3 separate regions of the Sus scrofa genome follow, and all the other regions are linked to region 1. The links are chromatin contacts, called in public Hi-C maps. All regions are on one chromosome and are shown on one strand. Each heading gives the region's core, a stretch centred on a gene start, on an enhancer-like site or on the middle of the called end of the contact. The rest is flanking DNA. Distances are from core to core; before and after follow the strand shown.

Evidence for each region. Hi-C and Micro-C count contacts between places; a contact is called where the count stands out from the background.
Region 2: a Hi-C map of liver shows a contact between it and region 1, with 4 times the contacts expected there. The contact joins the promoter of EBP here to the promoter of ELK1 in region 1. A contact is called at or near these places in 1 of 5 promoter capture datasets (liver) and 3 of 47 Hi-C or Micro-C datasets (heart right ventricle, liver and skeletal muscle).
Region 3: a Hi-C map of liver shows a contact between it and region 1, with 2.9 times the contacts expected there. The contact joins the promoter of UBA1 here to the promoter of ELK1 in region 1. A contact is called at or near these places in 3 of 47 Hi-C or Micro-C datasets (embryonic fibroblasts, heart right ventricle and liver).

Annotation. Positions count from the first base shown.
Region 1 is chrX:42,172,229-42,176,938 of Sscrofa11.1, reverse strand. It overlaps ELK1 (ETS domain-containing protein Elk-1), which reads left to right and starts at 1,975. Exons shown (of 6, transcript XM_013990888.2): 1 at 1,975-2,173. It overlaps UXT (protein UXT), which reads left to right. Exons shown (of 7, transcript XM_003135055.5): 6 at 425-488; 7 at 702-797. The coding sequence ends at 752.
Region 2 is chrX:42,669,758-42,674,467 of Sscrofa11.1, reverse strand. It overlaps EBP (emopamil binding protein (sterol isomerase)), which reads right to left and starts at 2,409. Exons shown (of 4, transcript NM_001167646.1): 1 at 2,109-2,409. The coding sequence starts at 2,409.
Region 3 is chrX:41,807,921-41,812,630 of Sscrofa11.1, reverse strand. UBA1 (ubiquitin-like modifier-activating enzyme 1) reads right to left here and starts at 1,905. Exons shown (of 26, transcript XM_021080354.1): 1 at 1,744-1,905.

The DNA of each region.
Region 1 (4,710 bases), core at 726-3,225:
CTAAGCACCCTAATTCGAATTCCAGCCCCCACTCCTGTACTCCCATATCCTCTCTCATTTAATTTTTTTTTCATTATAATTTTAACCATCTGACATACTCCATATTTTACTCCATCATCTGTCCCCCTTAATGAGAATCTGAGCTCCAAGAGGCCGAGATTTTCGTTTGCTATGTCTGCTGCTATCTCCCCAGTACCTAAAACAACCTGGCATAGAGTAGGCATTCAGTAAAGGTCTTGGAATCAGTGTAGTGCAGATGGCGGCCAGGCATGTCTGCCTAGGAGCAGGCCAGGTAGTAGGGGTCCCACCACCTGCCGTGTGGAAGTCATCCAGGACTTAGGCGGTTCTTGAAGCGGTGAGGGCACATCATCCTCACGGATCCTAAGTGGGGCCCACCTCGCCCTTTCTCGTTTCTTTTCTCCAGGCTCAGCGACAGCCTCACCAAGGACTCCATGAATATCAAGGCCCATATCCACATGTTGCTAGAGGTGAGAGCAGCTCACCCCACTCCCAGACTCTATCTCCAAATATTTAGGGTGGTGTCCTGAGGAAGGGAGAGAGCCAGAGATGGGAAGGGCCATCTTTCCCTCCAAATGAGTCAGACAGGAACCAGGCTGGCTCTGAGGGAAGGGAGTTCCAAGCAAGCCTGAGGTGGGGCCTGGACCCAGTCTCCGTTCAATCTCTTCTGTTCTCTTTTTCAGGGGCTTAGAGAACTACAAGGTCTGCAGAATTTCCCCGAGCCTCGCCACTGACTTCTTCCTACCTCCCTTGACATTAAAGAGCCTGAATGTCTTTGAGTCACGTGGCCCTTCTTTCCCCCATTAACTTCTGCTGTTGGCTAAAGTGCCGTTTCTAAAGCACAATGTTACTGGGAGGCGCAGAGATCCAGTCTGTGTAGAATCTTTAAAGCACCACTGAAGTGCCGCCTCCAGCCTGTTTCCTGGCAGAATGTGCCACCTGACTTTCCGCTCTGCCCTCTCTACCATCGCCTTGGCAACCTGGGCCCCCACCTGACCCTTCTTTCTATTTCCTTTCCTGTGCACTACTGCTTGAATTAACCATAGAGAACGGGCCGATTCAGGGTGGCGGTTTGTTCCCTAAGGCAATCAACCTTTCACTCCTGGCCCTAAAGTTTACCCTTCTCCCACACTCCAATCGTTCCTCAGGTAACTTAAATTACACCCACGCCCGTCTAGGCCCAACCTTGGCCTTGTCCCAGCTTCTAAATAGTTACAGCTCCAGCAATGGGCGCAGGGCCGATCTCGCCCGCCCTCCCTGGTCCGGTCCTCATTCTAGGCTGAATCCAGCTTCCGCCAATCGATACAGAGCCAGGTTCCACCCCTTTATTACTGGCTGCAGCTCGACCCTGCCCTTGTAGGCATTTCGTTTCCACCACTCAACACTCCTTCGCACGTCTGGCAGCTGTCCTGCCCTCCTTCCTCTGCTTCGTTCTAAATTCGTCTTTTCTAGCCAATCGCCACAGAGTTAGCCTGCCCGCCTCCGCAGATCCCTGGTCAGACCTCCTCCCAGCGGGGCTGCTAGCCTGTGTACTTCTATACAAGTCCTGCTTCCGCTGGGCTGCGTGGAGTTCGGCACCGCCCATTGGTGTTTTGGCAGCTGTCTAGGCGTCCATCGCCCGCCAATCAGCAGGAAGCAGAGCCTAACCACTTCTATCCTCGGAGGCTGGCCGTCTTCCATCAATCTCATATAGGCCAATCACTGCGAGGCAGGCACCCCCGGAACCTTGTCAATCGCCCACGGCCTAGCAGTCTCTCCTGAGCCAATCAGCGGTGAGCGTCGGCGGGGCCGAGCACGCCCCCTCGGAACCCAGGAGGCCGGCTGCGTTCCGTCAGTTCCCCTAGGGCCAATCCCAGCAAGGCCCTATGGGGCAGGGTCCGCCTCCCCAACCCTGGAAGCCGCGCGGTCGATCCGTGGCGCTTTGACCAATCAGCGAGCGGCTGAAAGCTCAGCTCCTCCTTTACGGGCCCACGTGAGCGGTGGGGAAACGCAGGGGCGGCTTCTAGGTGCTGCCGCCGCCGCCGCTGCCGCCGCCGCCGCCGCCGCCACCGCCGCCGCCACCGCCGCCTCGGATCCCGGGCCTGGGGGGCGGTGGGGCCGCGCATGGAGCCCCCGCCCCCCGGAGCTGCCAACACCACCGCAGCGCTACGCACAGGTGAGCCCGGGGCCTGGAGGGTTGAGGGCCCGGTCCCTGACCCCACGTATCCTTCCCGCCCCCGCGCCGGGGGATGTGGCTTGGCCCATGGCCTTCTGGTGTTCGGCTCCTCACTGCCACCGCCACGGCTGGTGGACCTGCCTGTGGCATCGTCCCGTCCCTTCGCCCCTTGTAGTGGATCTGACCGTGGCCTAATCCCCCCTTCCTGTTTTAAAATGGATCGGTCTTAGTGCTTGTATTTCTCCCCACCCCCCCTTACAGTAGACTCGTCCGTGGTCTTGCCCCCCAACCCCGGCTTGGAGGGTGCCGTTCTCTGGCAGCGTCTAACTCTTTGACAGTAGGTCCGTCTGAGTGTTTGTATTTCTCAGGTCCTCAAGTTTCAGCGGCCCCCGTCTGTGGCCTTGTTTTTCCCATCCCTACTCTTCCTTGTGAGTCACTCCGTGGCGTTGTACCCCCCCCCTTAACAGGGAGTTAACCTGTGAATTTGTATTCCTGCCTCCAGTCCCCCAGTGCATCAATCCATGGCTTTAACACACACACACACACACACACACACACACACCATTTTTACAGTGGATCAGTCTACATGCTTGTATTCATGTCCCCCTGCATATCAGCCCATCACCCTATCCTCCCTTTTTTGTAGACTGTCACTCCAGTGCCTGGGCTTCTCCCTTGCTTTGAATAGTGGGTTAGTTTAGACCTTTATATCTCCCCATTTCAGTAGCCCAGTCCCTGGCCTTGTCCCCTTCTCCTTATAATCAGTCTGTGTGATGGTTTTTCTCTCTTCCATTATCGTGCAGGAATCAGTGTGTTTCTCTGCTCTCCTTGCCCCTAGTAAATAAGATGAGCCTTTACACACACACATACACACACACACACACCCACCCACCCACCCCTTTGCAGTGGATCTGTTTATTGGACTTCCTGCCACCCATGTGCTTGCCTTTACACCCGTTGGGTACACCCTCGTGTGAGTCCAGTGCTATGCAGTCCCTCCAGGAGGGTTGGCCCTTGGGGTGGGTCAGTCTGTGGCCTTCCCTGCCACTCTCCCTCCTTCTTAGTAGTGGATCAGCCTGTGTGCTTGTTGAACCGAGGTCTTTTTTTACTCTAGAACACACCCCCCTCTTACACACTGTTAACCATTAAAACATCCCGCCTCACTCCAGGAAATGAATACATTAGCAGTAGCGATAATGCCTATAGACGCTACTGGTTATTGACCTCCTACTGGGTACCAGGCTGAATGCTTAATGTTAGCTCATTTCATCCACCCCCTGAGATAGGGACCGAGGAACGTTTGGCACAGGGAGGTTTAATTCCTTACTCAAAGGTGATGCCATAGGTACCAGGTTAGGTTGCCCCTCAGAGCATTTTTGAGACTTTCCTCTCACTCTTCATCCTACCCCCGCCCCCCCCCCAAGGCCTCTCTCCTTAAAAGCTAAATCACTCCCATCTCCAAGCCTTTTGTTTTTGCTGTGCCCTTGGCTTGCCGAGCTGTCTCCACCCCACACCTTGTCTCAAAACCCATCCACCCCCAATCCTAGCAGCTACACGACCTTAAATGGTTTAACCACGGTCTGTCCTCACTTGTTCCCTCATTTGTAAAATGGGGGACTCGGAGCTAGAACCCCCTCCAGCATAGAGCATGCCTGCCAGTAAGCTCTCTGGCCTTACCTCCTACCCACCCACACAGCCCCCCCCCATTCCGTTCCAGTCACACTGACCTCCTCACTCATCCTCACACATGCCAGGTGAGATCCAGCCTTTGCGTTGGCTATTTTTTTTCTGCCAGGAACACTCTATCCCCGTCTCTGCGTGGTTCTTTTCAGGGCTTTGTTCAAATGTCAGCCCGTCCCTGACTGTCTGAACCTGCACATCGAGCAGAACCCAGGCCCCGTCTCTGCCAGACACGCTGTAGAGTTTCCCACTTTATCACATTTATTGTCTTTGCCCATTAAAATGGGAGTCTCCCTGAGGGAGTGTTTTTTTATCTGCAGATTTACCCCCAAGTCTCCAGCACCCAGAAATATGCCTACTATGTAGCAGGTACTCACTAAGATGTTATGGCACACATGCACGAGGAAAAGAATATCATTTCAGACAAATCCGGGTGGGGGGAGGGAGCAGATGAAGATGAAAAGGGCATAAGGGACCTAGTTAAGTTCATTCGGCCAACACTGACTGAGCATGTACTGAGTACCAGGGACCCTTCTAGGCGCCGGGGATATGGGAGGGAACAGACTAGGCAGAAATTCGTGCCTTTGGGGAGCAGACGTTTGCTCAGAGTGGGGGCGACAGACTATATAAATAAAGAAGTCAGATTAGATAGTCTGTTAGACAAGGGAAGTAGGGAAAGTCAGAGTGGCGTCTCGCGATGATCGAAATCTTAGGCACAGGGCAGGCCTCACTTCGAAGGTGACTCTTGAATTAAGGCTCCAAGGAGTTGAGGAAGGGAGCCTTAATGTCTAGGGGAAGAGTGTACTGGGTGGAAGGAACAGCCAGTGCAAAGGCCCTGAGGTAGGATTGTGCCTGGC
Region 2 (4,710 bases), core at 1,160-3,659, 500 kb before region 1:
CTGACCATACCAAGTGTCAGCAAAGCCGTGGAGAAATTAGAACTCTGGTGGGAATATAAAATGGTGCAGCCATTCTTTTTTTTTGCTTTTTTGAACCTGCGGCGTATGATAGTTCCCAGGCTGGGGTCAAATCGGAGCTACAGCTGCCAGCCTACACCACAGCCACAGCCATGCCAGATCCAAGCCATGTCTGTGACCTATACCCCAGCTCAAGGCAATGCTGGATCCTTAACCCACTGAGTGAGGCCAGGGATGGAACCCGCATCCTCATGCATCCTAGTCGGGTTTGTTAACTGCTGAGCCGTCAAAGAAGAGAACTCCCTTTTTTTTTTTTTTTTTTTTTATTCGGCCGTTCTTGAAGACAGTTTGGCAGTTTTTCATAAAGTCAAGCACATTCACCATGTGACCCAGCCATTCCATGCCTCCATATTTACCCAAGAGAAATGAAAGAAGATGTCCACAGAGAGACTTGTAGAATGTTCTAGCAGATTCATTCATGAAGTCAAAAAGGAGTAGTGTTTGTAACAGCCAAAGATGGGGGGAGATGCCTATCAATCCTGAAAAAGTCAAATTAATTCTGTCATAGTTATGCTTTCAAAGCTCTTTATGAATTTGAGTGGCATTTTAAAAAAGCAAAGTTCAAAAGTGTATCTAGTGAAGTTTCCATTGTGGCTCAGTGGGGCACGAACCCGACATAGTAACCATGAGGATGCAAGTTCCATCCCTGGCCTCGCTCAGTGGGTTAAGGATCCAACAGTGCCACAAGCTGCGGTATAGGTTGCAAATGCGCACAGTGCTGCTGTGGCTATGGCGTAGGGCTGGCGGTTGCAGCTCTGTTTTGACCCCTAGCCTGGCAACTTCCATGTGCCTTGAGTACGGCCCTACAAAAAGGGGAAAAAGAAAAAGATGTGTATATAGCATGTTATCATTTACAAAAAGGAGAAAAATAAAAATGATGAAGACAAGGAGTTCCCGTCATGGTACAGCAGAAATGAATCTGACTAGGAACCCTGAGGTTACGGGTTTGATCCTTGGCTTCGCTCAGTGGGTTAAGGATCTGGTGTTGTCGTGAGCTGTGGTGTAGGTCGAAGACGTGGCTTGGATTCTGTGTTGCTGTGGCTGTGATGTAGGCTGGCAGCTGTACCTCTGATTTGAACCCTAGACTGGGAACCTCCATATGCCACAAGAGTGGCCCTAAAAAAAAAAAAAAAAGTAAAGATATAGTTATAAGGTATCTACTACCTGCCAAACCCTGTTCTAAGTGTCTTACGTGTATTTGGATATTACAATTCTCCCTCTTTTTTTTTTTGCTATTTCTTGGGCTGCTCCCACGGCATATGGAGGTTCCCAGGCTAGGGGTCGAATCGGAGCTGTAGCCGCCGGCCTACGCCAGAGCCACAGCAACGCAGGATCCGAGCTGCATCTGCAACCTACACCACAGCTCACGGCAACGCTGGATCGCTAACCCACTGAGCAAGGGCAGGGATCGAACCCGAAACCTCATGGTTCCTAGTCGGATTTGTTAGCCACTGCGCCACGACGGGAACTCCACAATTCTCCCTCTTTTACAGTTGAGCAAACTGAGGTTTATGTGTGTGAAATATAAGCAATTACTGGGGGCAACTTGGTAGATAGAAGGTAGATAGATTTTCACTGCATATTTCTTTAAATGGGTCCAAATCGCTTTGGATCCATGTGAATATATATGCGACAAAAAAGTTAAATACATTTTAAAAATATATTAATGGGGAGTTCCCGTCGTGGCGCAGTGGTTAACAAATCCGACTAGGAACCATGAGGTTGCAGGTTCAATCCCTGGCCTAGCTCAGTGGGTTAAGGACGCGGCGTTGCCGTGAGCTGTGGTGTAGGTCGCAGACAAGGCTCAGATCCCACGATGCTGTGGCTCTGGTGTAGGCCGGCAGCTACAGCTCCGATTCGACCCCTAGCCTGGGAACCTCCATGTGCCATGAGAGCAGCCCTAGAAAAGGCAAAAAGACCAAAAAAAAAATTTAATTAATGGGAAAAGTGTCAGTGGGTGGGTGACCATCTAAGCCAATCTCTGCCCAGGAAATTCCCTCCCACAGCACGCTGAAGAACTTAGGACTCACAGAGTTGAGATAAGAAGGCTTGGTCTCCAAGAAGCTCCTCGTGGTAGAGACAGAACCAGCCCTCAATCACCAAGTGAACGAACCCACAGACTGCAAACCAGCACAAGGACAGTCTCCGCCAAGTGCTCAGTGGGACGACCGCAGCACGACCTGACAACAGCCAGGTAGTGACGACTAAGACTCCAGAGGCGGAGAAGAGGCCAGCCAGGATATGCCAAGTGGGGCAGTCATTAGGCACAAAGTTGTCCAGCCTCAGGTGCCGAGGCCAGTATGGATGCATGGGGCTGGCGTTGGTGGTCATGTCTTTGTCGGCTGACAGCTGTGGGCTGTGTATGGATATGTAGAAAGGAGAACAAAGAAAGAGGAAAAACCTGGGAAAAAAAAAACAAAGGGAAAGCACAGAATGAGATCATAAAATCAAATCTAGGAGTTCCCCCTCTGGCTCAGCGGTAATGAACCCGTCTAGTATCCATGAGGACGTGGGTTTGATCCCTGGCCCGGCTCGGTGGGTTAAGGATCCAACGTTGCTGTGAACTGTGGTGTAGATTGCAGATGCAGCTCAGACTCCGCATTGCTGTGGCTGTGGCACAGGCTGACAGCTACAGCTCCAATTCAACCCCTAGCCTGGGAAATTCCATATGAGGCCAGTGCTGCCCTAAAAAGACACACACACGCACACAAGCACACGCACACACACAAAATCAATCTGTTATGATAAGAAATGTAAATGGACTCAATTAATTATACGCTGTTTTAAAAACATGACTGGAAGACCACGCAAAGTCTGAAAGTTTGTTCCAGCCCTCCGGAAGCCATATGTGGTGGACACAGGAACCAGAACAGGTCCCAGCCCTCACTGGTTACAGTCTGCAGGGGAAGACAGGAACCAGGTCTAGTCTGCCCTCATTGGTCACAGTCTGGTGAGCAGACACAAGAATCAGACTAGATCCTAGCCCTCATTGGTCACGCTCTGGTGGGGAGAGACACAGGAACCAGGCTTGGTCCACGCTTTTAGAGGTCACAGACGGCTGGGGGAGACAAAGGAGCCAGGCCTGGTTCCAGCCCTCAAGGGTCACAGTCTGCTGGGGGAGACACAACGACCAGGTTAGGTCCCACTGCAGGGGTCTCTGTCTTGCATCATTCAATGGACAGCTATTACCCTCCCCATAGTTCTGACAACTGCAGGACAGAAGAGAGAAAACTAATCAGAAATACTACCCTCAGGTTCAGTGTGTGGGATTGCCCGATCCCTCCTGAAAGAGTGCAACCCGCAGCCAACCTGCAAGAAAGAGGAACGTGGAGGACAGGATCCCAGCTTGGGGCGCTAAAAAGGAAAAGGAGGGTCAAAGACAGAGACCACCAATCAAAACCAGAATCCTCTACTCCAGCTGCCCAATGAGAAGGTGGATCTTCTGTCGTCCGGACAACAGCGCGGTAGCCGGGGATCCTGCGCAAGCGCGTGGGAGGGCGGGGAGGCACGGCGTGGGTTGGCAGGCGGGTGGCGGAGAGAAAGGGTCTCGCGCAGGCGCGCCGAGGGTCGGTCATTTGGCAATTAAGAGCTAGGGGATGGAGTGGCAGTCCTGGCGGAGAGGACTCACCCAGCAGCGCGGTTGCGGCGGCTTCTCCCACAGCCTCCCAGGTCTCTCTAGGCTAGCTCGCAGGGTCCGAGAGAGCCGTGATTCTTACCCATCCCTTCACGGTTTCCTCGCCTTATGGAGTTGGCCAATGGAGAGGCTCGCAAGGCGGCCAGTGCTGCTCCCAACCAGTAGGAATTCTCTGTGTGCCTCCGACCCCGCCCTCATGTGTGGTGCCATTTTCTCTATTGGTTGAGACCCAGTCAGGAGTGGGAGAGGCGGGGAGGGCCAAGGTTGGTGGGCGTTTTAGGGCGGAAGCCAATCTGCGGCGAGTCTCGTCTTCAATTTCCCTATCCGCTTATCAATCCCATCGGAAATCGAGTGTTTATCCTCCCCCCAATCTTCTGTTGAATCAGCATTGCATTGTGTCCTCTCACCTTTGCCCTCGTTTTCAAAGGCGGAGCAATCAGATCTTTTTCCTAGACCAAACTTCCATCGTAATCCTGGAATGCAGCAGGCAGATCACAATCTATACACTGCTCCTCAGCCCTATAGCCATTTGCACCTCTCCCCATTTCAAGTCAGAACAACCAATCAAAACCCAGGCCCCTCAGCCTTGCTGGCCAATGGGCATGGAGACTCTCAGTCTCCCTGTGCCAACTCTAAAGAGCCAATCCCGGAGTTCCCTGTTGTGGAGTAGTGGAAAGGAATGCGACTAGTATCCATGAGGATGCGGGTTCGATCCCTGGCCTTGTTCAGTGGCTCGTGGGTTGGGGATCAGGCGTCGCCGGTCAGCTGTGGTGTTGATCGCAGACACAGCTCGGATCCCTAAAGAGCCAATCCCTACTCTCTAACTCTAAGCCAGCAGGCACCCAGACTGCTCAGTCAGTATCCAGACCCAACCCAGGCCTCCTATCCGATTAGAACACACACACCTCAGTCCTAAGGACCAAAAAGCATAACCTCTTCATCCCTCTTGCTTTCCCTCCTCTGTCCAGTCAGAGCAACCAATCAGAATGGCGATCCCT
Region 3 (4,710 bases), core at 656-3,155, 360 kb after region 1:
CATCCAATAGTAATAATAGATCACATTAACTGATGGCCTTCTATGTGAGGGTTCCTGTGATGCGTCCCTTCCATGCACTGTGCCACTGGACTCAGGAATGCAGAGCAGGAAATCAGTTCCTTCTTGTCCTTCAGGTCTCAGTTCAAAAGCGACCTCCTTAGAGAGTTCTTAAACCCTCACAAAAATCATTTCCACCCACTGATGCCTAGCTGTGGGACTTAGGGCCAGACACCTCATTTCTCTGGGCCACTGTTTCCCTGCTCATAAAATGAGAGCAGCAGTCACCTACCTTGCGACGGAGTTTAAATGAATACATATGTAGAAAGGGCTCAGAACAGTGTCTGGCACAGGGTGCTATATGACCATCCACAGTAGTAGCACCATTAAATTGGATGGGTGGGAGAGAGACATTCGGACATTTGATTAAGACTACAAACTCTGGAACTAGACTAACTGGATTTAGAATCCTGGCCCAGCCACTCACAGACGGGGAGTAACCGCAGGCAAACTACTTGGCCTCCTGGTGTCCCAGTTTCCTCATCTATAAAACGGGATGATAATAACCTACCTCCTGGGATTGTTGTGGGGATTAAATGGGCTAATAAAATGCCGAATGAGTGTAAACTAATCTGATCATCATTATGCTCAGACTCATTTTTTTCAGGCTCACAGAACAACTTGCCAAAGATCACACCAGCTGGCGTGGATCAATGAGATTGGCATCTACAGCCTTTGTTGATAATTCTGGGGTTACTGGGCAATAAGGAATGAACAATGCGGGAGGCCTCGTCCCGGACGCAAGATGCAAAACTTCAGTCCTGAAACCTCTAAGGGAAAGCTAACAGCGGATCATGCAGATGAAGCCGTAAAAGCTACGCCCCTGGAAAAGCCACAGAAAACTCCGGGCCCTACTCACCTTTACGCTTAATCAATGAGATCTAACTTGCCGGGCAGGCTGCAGAACGCCCCTACAGCACACCGATCCTCCCCTTCGTGAAAAATTCACAAGCTGATACTTCCATCGGACCAGGTGTGAAAGGGGCAAAAACGGGCTTCCTCGACAGCCCACCTCCTCATGAATGAGGAAAAAAGCCACGGCCCACCAAGGCCCGGTGGCACCCTGACCCCTCGGGGAGAGCCTACCGGCGTCTCTTCCACAGCCTGAGCGAGGGGCTCCTCTTCCTAAAAAAAAAGCGAGGGCCCCAACTTGCCCAGTCTCCCCGCCCCTAATACCCAAACGCGGTGAGACATCATAATAGAACTAGAGGTCACAAAGGCCACGGATAACTCCACATGCCACGTCGGTCCCGAACGTTCCCCCTGTCATCAGGACCTTTCCTGAAACGAGCCCTCCCCAAATTCCGCCTTGAGTTCAGGAACCTCAAACTTTGCCTCCACCCTTGCGAAGCACACCAAATCCTGCCCCGTAGACAGAGCACTCATACACGGACCCTAAAGGTCTCCCCAAACATCCCCCAAACCCTGTCTCCAAGGGATATATAAAGCCTGCCTCCGAGGGATATATAAACCCGGCTTCCAAGGGAAGCTCCTTAAAACAAACTCCCCAATCCCACCCTGGAGTCCCTAAACGCCCCTTGCTAAAGGTTCCCTCAAAAAAGCCACCTCTAAATGCCACCCCGGGCCCAGAGCCCCCAAATATGCCCATTCGGGGATCCCCGAAATTGAGCCCCCTCCCTTAACTACTGCTGTCCAGGAGGCTGGGGGTACCGTGCTCCAGCTCACCCCCTGCGCCGGGCGGAAGCCTCGCCTTCCTGCTGGAGAGGAGCCGAAGCCACGGGGCAACGGAAGAGCAAACCACCTCCGCCGTTCAAGAAGAGCCAGAGTTTGCGCGGAGCTCGGAAGCGCGGGGCCTTGGAGGGCCCCCGGTTTGGAACGTACCACAGATACTTAGCCAGAGGGGAGGCTGCCCCTGCTTCTGCGCCGTCGGCGCCCATGTCAGACCCAGACACCCCTGAGGGTTGTGGTACTTTCCGAACGCGCTAGGCATGCTGGGGATGGTAGTCCGGGTCGGGCCGGTGGCCGGTGCACGTGGTGAGCATCCGCGCCCCTGGGAAAATGTAAACTAGGGCTGTGGAATTGCCGGACCTGTGCTCTGCAGAGGACATAGGAAAGGGGATCAGAACACAGGGAAAGGCACACCCATTCTACAGATGGGAAAACTGAGGCTCGGGTAGCCCAAGGAGTTCTTTCATTTGACATTTATGAAGCTCAAGCTGTGGGCCAGGTGCTAGGGATTCTTCCTTGCCCTCACGGAGCTGACACACTAGCGAGAGATACAAACCGTAAATGTAATAAATAAATTACAATTATATTAAAAACATGTGACTATAATGTAAATTATATAAAATAAAGTGGACATATAAAGTTTACATAGTTTACATAACATGATAGTGTCAATAGGTAAATAATTTACATCTGTAAATGTCTTATAGGAGTTCCGGTTGTGGCTCAGCAGTACTCAACCAGGCTAGTATCCATGAGGATACCGGTTCCACCCTTGGCCTCACTTAGTGGGCTAAGGATCCGGCCTTGGCGACGGCTCGGATCCCGTGTGGCTGTGGCTGTGGCTACGCTGGTGGCTTACAGCTCTCATTCGACCGCTAGCCTGGGAACTTCCATATACCGTGGGTGTGGCCCCCAAAAGACACAAAATAAATCAATAAATGTCATATTAAATACATTGTGTATAGTCTATGTTCACATGTGAATATACAATTAAATACATATATAAATACAATATATATGTGATAACTGCTAAATGTTACTGGAAAAAATAGAACAAAGTGGGGACAGGTAACATTTTTAAATAGCGGGGTCAAGGAAGGCCTCCTTGGGAAGATGTTTGAGCAAAGATGTTTAACACAAAATGCCTTTATCACCTTATCCCAAATTCTGTATCACGTATCCTGTCCTCAAATCCTCCACATTTGTTCATTTGAAAAAGGTTTATTGAGTGGCTACTAGGGGCATGCCACCAGGAGCAAAGCAAAGAACATAGCAAGGATATCACTGCCCTTGCAACAGTCAAGAACAGTCTTTCATCAGAACTTTTCGTTTTTTTTTTTTTTTTTTTTTGCTTTTTAGGGCCGCACCCACGGCATATGGAAGTTCCCAGGCTAGGGGTCTAATCAGAGCCACAGTGGCCGGCCTACATCACAGCCACAGCCACAGCAACGAGGGATCCAAGCCGTGTCTGCGATCTACCCCACAGCTCACGGCAGCGCCGGATCCTTAACCCACTGATGGAGGCCAGGGATCGAACTCGAGTCCTCATGGATGCTAGTGGGGTTCGTTAACCACCGAGCCACGAAGGGAACTCCAGATGTTTGGTTTTCAATTCTAAGAACTATGGGGCACCATACAAAGATTTTAAGTAGGGGAATCACATTATATGCATTATATTTTAGAATAAATAATCTGGCTGCTCTGTGTGGAGAGAGAACAAACTGTAGGGGGGAAAGTGGAAGCAGAAAAGCCAGTGGACAGGGTCCAGGAAGTGATGAGAGAGGGTCAGACCAAGGTGATAAAAGAGGAAGTGGTGTTGGTGGGGGGCTGAGGTTTGATTTTGAATTGGTTTTTGTCTTTTTTTTTTTTTTTTGCTTCTTAGGGCCACACCCATGGCCTGTGGAGGTTCCCAGGTTAGGGGTCTAATCGGAGCTACAGCTGCCAGCCTACACCACAGCCACAGCAATGCAGGATCCAAGCCGCGTCTGCGACCTATACCACAGCTCACAGCGATGCTGGATCCTTGACCCACTGATCGAAGCCAGGGATCAAACCCGAAACCTCATGGTTCCTAGTCGGATTTGTTTCCACTGCGCCACGATGGGAACTCCTGAACTGGTTGTTGAAAGTCAAGACACCAGGATTGGCTGTGACATCAGTTATGGGGCACAAAAAATAGGAGTCCTGGCTGACCTGCAGTTTTTTAACCTGAGCTGCAGCAGGATGGAGTTGTCATTAACTAACATGGGAAATACTCCACTAGGAGCAAGAGGGGGGCAAAATCAAGAGATCGTTTTCTGATGTGTTATATATTTTTTTCTTTTTGGCCACCCTTAGGCATACAGAGTTCCCAGGCCAGGGATCAGATTGGAGCTGCAGTTGCGAGCTAAGCCTCACCTGTGGCAGCACGGGATCCCTTTAACCCACTGTGCCGGGCAGGGGATGGAACCTGCGTCATGGTGCTTCAGAGAAGCCGCAGATCTCCGTTGCGCCACAGCGGGAAATTCCGGATGTGTTACATTTTTGATGCCTGTTAGACATCCAAGGTCTGGAATGTGTCAGTTGAGTGAACAGTTTGGGGCCAAGTCCGAGATTCAGGGGATGGATTTGGGGACCATCAGAGGTGACGACTGAAGCCATCAGTGTGGCCAACTTCTCTGAAGCATTGATTGCCTTCACATGGATCAGTAGGAGTAACTGAAGCAGGATTTGGACTTTCCAAAGTGAGAGGGAAGGGTATTCCAGTCAGAGGGAACAGCTTGAGCAAAAAAGCCTGTGGAGGTAAGAAAGCGGGGGGTGGGGGGGAGGTGGGGGGGGAGAGTTGTGACGTTCCGCATTGCCCCCAGCCACGAATGAGACTGCAGCTGGCTCACAGCCTCACCAAGCAGATTGTCAAAGCCTTTGGATGTTTGCCAGTGCAGTGTAATTATAATTTACATTTCTGGAGTTCCCATCGTGGCTCAG